Linked DNA regions of Mus musculus: region 2 is linked to region 1. Evidence: chromatin contacts called from public promoter capture Hi-C data. All regions are on one chromosome and are shown on one strand. Each heading gives the region's core, a stretch centred on a gene start, on an enhancer-like site or on the middle of the called end of the contact. The rest is flanking DNA. Distances are from core to core; before and after follow the strand shown. Region 1 overlaps Mthfd1l (methylenetetrahydrofolate dehydrogenase (NADP+ dependent) 1-like). Region 2 overlaps Akap12 (A kinase (PRKA) anchor protein (gravin) 12).

Region 1 (2,778 bases), core at 205-2,704:
TATTCTAGAAGAGGACTGGGTTCAGTTGCCAGACAAGCAGCCCCCCCTCCCCCCACATGGGTAAGATAGCAAATGAACAGGTTCAGGAGCTTCTGACACCATTGATGAAAACATTAATAAAGTACCCCTTTAAAGATTAAAAGGAGTCCCTTTTCAATGGCTCATTGCCCTCATCAGTGTAAGACAGCACAGTCCTGGGGATTAGTCGTCGGAGAGAGTGAGGGGACTCCTGGTCTTCACTCCAGTCTCACTGGATCTGTAACCTTCAGCTTTACAAATGGCCGTATTCTTCTTTCTCTGTGTCCATGTCTTTCTAAATTTACTCCTGGGTACTTTATAGCACGGAGGGGATGAATAAACAGGATCACAGTCCACATTATAATATGTTTATTCTTCACATAAAGGAAGGCTATTGACTTTCACGTACTTATACTGTAGCCAACCGGGCAAACTAAAACTTTTATTACTTACGATAAATTTTTTAGTTGGCTTCTTGAATTTTACCTCTGTATGATCATACATAAATATTAAAACTACTATCTATGCATTTTATATTGCTCTTTTCTTTATCTCACTGGTGAAGTCTCCAGAGGCTGTGAACAGCCACAGTGTCTATGAACAGCCTGGTCAGGTTATAGACACATGACCAGGTGTGCCCAAGGCAGATGCTATCTATCTACTGTGATGCTCTTTTCTAGGTTTTGACTTGGTTTTCATTCTTCTATTGCTGAAGGTCTATCTTTATCATTTCACTCAGACACCTCTTTTGTCTCTAAGTTTTTTTTTTATAGATTTATTTATTTATTACATATAAATACACTGTAGATGTCTTCAGACACACCAGAAGGGGCATCAGATCTCATTACATATGGTTGTGAGCCACCATGTGGTTGCTGGGATTTGAACTCAGGACTTCTGGAAGAGCAGTCAGTGCTCTTAACCACTGAGCCATCTCTCCAGCCCGTCTCTAAGATTTTTAAACCCTGTTTTGCTGTGAGCTAGACAAGCAGCCCACAGGACCTCAAACCCTATGTGGATTTTGTCACAACAGCCTTTGTACTAAAACATTAGTAGGGAAATGATGAGAGCATTTATAGTTACAGGTGGCGAGAGGCCTGCGGGTTTGAGAACGCATTAGAGGTCTGCTTTCCCTCCAGAATGCCCTTCCCTAAAGATGCAAAGAAGCCTCTGACAAGATATAATACATTATATTTCTTCAGGAACTGCAAGTTCCCCAGCATTCCTTGTCTCAAATTCTATTATGTGACTTGTATAGGAACAGTACAATATTGTAATTATATCAAATACTGCTAAAAAAAATGTAGCAAACAACCTCACATAATTGCAATTTTTGCAACTATAAAAGGCAATTTGGCCCCTGTCCAGCATCCCGAGGCTAGATGTGCTTGGCCCAGATGGGCTAAGATAGCAGGCCTGTAACGTAATCTGAAAACCTATTGTGCAACGGACATTAAAGAAAATCCCTTAGAAGGCCCATGCAATCGCCGAGTTACAAAACCCCAGCTTAACCTCAGGACCACTTTTAAAAGTCATTTTATGTCAACTGCCACAACACTAATCTCTGCGCCCCGATGTTTTGACAAGGGCCGAATTTGAACTCCACATTTTATGGTGATAAGCAGGATGCTATGCCAAGCACGCTGTTTGGGGTATACATAAATCCAAACGGGAATGAGCCACAGAGCTTATGTTAAACACATTTGCATTACGTAGGGCATGAAGAAACTGGCCAAGGTCAGGCTGAACATTCCTACAGTTCAAAACGTCTTTTAAAACATCTTTCTTTCTAAAATTCCTTTTAAAAAAAGACTAATTTTTTATTTTATTTATGTGTTACATGTGTTTGTGAGTGTAGACCATGTGTGTACATATGCCTGCTGTAGAGGGTGTTGGATCCTATGGAGCTGGAGTTAGGTGTGAGTCACCAGACGCAGGGGATGGGAACCCAACTTGGTCCCCTGGAAGAGGGGCAAACACTCTTAATCCTGAGCTGTCTCTCTAGCTCCCAACTAAAAATTTGAGACAGGGGCTCAAGTAGATCAGGCTTTCCTCGGACCACATTATAGCTGAAGCGGATGCTGATCTTCTGATCTTCAGCATCCACCTCCTGAGGCCAGAGATCACAAGCAAGCACCACCACATCTAGTTTCTATGGGGTTCCTGGGCTTCTACCCATGGAGCTATGAATGTTAAGGAAACATTGTATCAGCTGCTTATCTCTCCAGTGCCTGCCTGCCTGCCTGCCTGCCTGCCTTCCTTCCTTCCTTCCTTCCTCCCTCCCTCCTTCCCTTTCTTTTTCTTTCTTTGTTTCCCTCCCTCCCTCCCTCCCTCCCTCCCTCCCTCCCTCCCTCCCTTTTTCTCTCTTTCTCCCTTTCTCCCTTTCTCCCTTTCTCCCTTTCTGACATGGGGTCTTTGGGAAGCTCACTCTATTTCTCAGGCTGGTCTTGAACTCCTGAATTTAAATCATCCTTCTGCCTCAGCCTCCTATGTAGCTAGACTTGCAGTCACATGCCTTTGTAGCATTCATTTACTTTTAATTTAATTATTTGCTACTTCAATAAACCATTCAGTAGATATGTTTATGTTCACTGTTAAAAAGCCTATTGGCATTGCAGACAACCCTGTCATTGGGGAAGTATTTCATATAACTGATGTGTACTATTAGGTTTTCATTCAACAAACATTAGTCCCATTGTGTGCAAACACAGGGCTGGACGATGGTGGTGTGGACCCCAAGTACACATTCACAGGTAGTAA
Region 2 (2,778 bases), core at 102-2,601, 270 kb before region 1:
TAAATGTCCACCCTGGCCAGCAGTAGAAAGACTAGAGACATGACAGATGGGACAGACTATGAAAGAGCCCTCGGCATAAACAAGCTAAACTATAGGAAGTGAGAGATATTTTTAGCTCTGCTAAACTTTTGAAGTCATTTAAAATTCCACAGGGAGACACGGCTTTGGGGGGAAGAGTCACACAGAGAAAAAATATGGAAGCCCTGGAAAGTCTACGCCCCACTTTGAGACAACAGATTTGGCAGCATTCATCTTAAATATTTAAATCGGAGCCACTTTTGTAAATGTAAGTTAGCAAGTGGAGTTTAATTTTCTAAGAGCGTAAACGGGAAAGTGAGCGTAAACACGCACTCTCCTATATAGCCAGTCTCAGACTATCTATCAAACGCCAAGTTAGTGGATTTGCAAATGCATTCTGAACGCCTGGCGTAGACTGCCCACTTCTAGAAGTTGGCATAACATTACAACTCACACAAGTAGAGTCCTAGAAAACAAGCATGGGAAAAATAATTATTTTCACTACCTTTTTTTTTTTTTTTTTTTTTTTTTTTACTAATACTTAAATGGCATTTCTTCCCTTAGGTTTAGTAACTATGTATTATGTATTAGTATTATGGCTAATACTAACCACGTATGACAGAACTAAACTAAAATATTAGCCTGATACACGACTTCACTCAACGTTCTTATTTAATGAGCTCTAGGAAGCACTGAACGCTTACAATTTCTCAGACATAGGAACTTTTAAAATTAGACTAGGGCAGGTTATCCACAGTGAATCTGATGCTGATTCAACTCGCTAGCTGCTGTGGCTTCTCTCAACAGCACAGCCCCCACTTCTCTAAGGGGACCGGATAAGGCTCCCAACCAGATGCATTGTCCCGTGAGCGCTTCCAGGAAGATTTTGGTTTAAATAAAAATAAAATGTGCGGTTCATTGGTTTCCGAGGGGCTATGGAATGCTCTCCATATTCAATTATCTCTCCCTACACCGGTGAAAGTGTAGGGAGAGATAATTGAAAGCTAATAAAATTCCAGCCACACGGCTCACCTCTTGAGACTCTTCTTCCAGAGTCACATCAGCAGGAAGAAGAGTCACCAGTCTTACCTGTGATGGTAATAGTCCCCAGCATATTTAGTTACAGTTTTCGGCCTCTTACGGCAGGAAGTCTCCTTCTCCTCTGTCTACTCCCGGCTAACCAGTGAGATGAAAAGGAATGCAGTCCTCAGAGCATCAAGGAAGCTCTCCAGCCCTGGAGGTGCAGCAATGCGCACTGGAGAAGCGCTTCTCTGGCTAATTATAGGACGGCCCCGCCCACGCCGTAGGCCCCGCCCACAGCCAGCCAGCCCACACCTCTGTCCGGACTTGGCTGCACCACCCGGGGAAGTCACGTGCCCCATTTTACAGGGCTGGTCTCTGTGCCTGGTCTGTCGCGACCCAGGAGAAAGTTTTAAGTCTCTGGGGTGAGCCAGACCCCGAGCATCAATATTTGATCCAAGCGGTGACTTCATCCCTGGCACCGACTCCTGCATCTCAAACTTTTAAAATTATGTAAAGGCAATAACTGCACAGATATTAAATTCTCCGATTTTTAACGCCATTTTTAAAGGTGGATGAGGTGCAAAGCGGCATTTCCTTTTTAAAGCCCATAGTATGTTGCCAACCGTTTCCTACACTCCGGTCAGCGTAAAGACCCACAACTCTCTGCGATCCCAGGCCTTTTGCAAAGGGTTGTCACAAAGCGAACTATCTTTAGCATTTAACCGAGACAACTTTCTAAAAAGCAGAAATATCTGACCTTTGGGTCTCTCTACTTTTCGTGGTAGAAATGAGCTAAACATTGGGTTGAAACTTCACCAACACTCTCCTCCTGTTACAAGCGTATAGCAAATAAAACAGCTGCATTAAAAATCCAGGCAGCCCAATATTTCTTTTCTGTTAATCTTGAGATTGTTTCTCTACAAAGACACAAGTAATAAATGAGCTGGATCTTCAGTTAGGATAGGTCCAACTGGCCTGTTGGAGCGAACCACCTCTCCCCACCCCAAAATAAAAGGTTATATTATTGCTCTTCTCGTCAGACTTGAAGGCCTTGTTCATGACTACTTAGGGAACTGGAGCGGGGAGATCGGTGCGGGAAAAAGAGTAGACAGAGACAAGCGACATAAAAAGGGGATTAAAAAAATTTTTTTTGAAAGAAAGATTTCAGACATCCACGATGGTTGCTGCTTCTTGCCACCAGGAGGCACAATGCACCACATTCCAGCCCAGAAAGAGCGAAAAAGGGACAACTCCTGGGCAATCAGACAATGGTTACACATATCAGCATTACAAAGATCCAGAAAGGCTTCCCAGCCAACGCCCAACCTGGCTTTGAGTCTCGGCAAGCCAGGCAATGGGTCTTATCCTGGTTGGTTAAGATCTGGGAGCAGACATTTGCCCTCTGCATTCCCAATAGGTGGGGTTTCAGACAACCCAGACATCTCTCTTCCCACCATCTATTCCCTGTGTGTAGATCATGGATAAGAAGCCCTATATGCAGGGTCAGTGGTCCACATTAAACTAGACACTTCCCCCACAGTGTCCCAGGATCCCTGAAGGCCCAGGGAACTAAGAATACAGAACCACTTCCCAGTATTCAGTTGTAGACAGCACATGGCAGTCACCCCACTCCTCTGTGGATTCGGGTTTACATAACTGCATCACCAACACCTTCCCTTCTGACCCCAAATTCTAACAACAGCGACGCCACTTTGATAGCTAAGGGGAAAATTCACC

Evidence for each region. Capture Hi-C pulls out chosen DNA fragments and counts their contacts.
Region 2: a contact with region 1 is called in a promoter capture Hi-C map of adipose tissue. The contact joins two enhancer-like sites. A contact is called at or near these places in 2 of 15 datasets of contacts at CTCF or cohesin (the NIH/3T3 cell line and large pre-B cells), 3 of 484 Hi-C or Micro-C datasets (bone marrow-derived macrophages and liver), 29 of 115 datasets of contacts at active chromatin or transcription factors (the 230-238 cell line, the NIH/3T3 cell line, acute myeloid leukemia and 21 more) and 3 of 9 other capture datasets (adipose tissue, liver and pancreatic islet).

Annotation. Positions count from the first base shown.
Region 1 is chr10:4,064,632-4,067,409 of GRCm38.p6, reverse strand. All of the region lies in intron 20 of Mthfd1l (methylenetetrahydrofolate dehydrogenase (NADP+ dependent) 1-like), which reads right to left. Among named protein-coding and RNA genes, the nearest start is that of Gm40591, 23 kb to the left of the region's middle. Within about 2 kb of position 1,454, at least 14 of the 459 cell types and tissues checked have an H3K27ac peak or open chromatin away from gene starts, as enhancers often do. A contact at or near this core is called in adipose tissue, where this site is marked.
Region 2 is chr10:4,333,039-4,335,816 of GRCm38.p6, reverse strand. All of the region lies in intron 2 of Akap12 (A kinase (PRKA) anchor protein (gravin) 12), which reads right to left. Among named protein-coding and RNA genes, the nearest start is that of Gm40592, 24 kb to the right of the region's middle. Within about 2 kb of position 1,351, at least 264 of the 459 cell types and tissues checked have an H3K27ac peak or open chromatin away from gene starts, as enhancers often do. A contact at or near this core is called in adipose tissue, where this site is marked.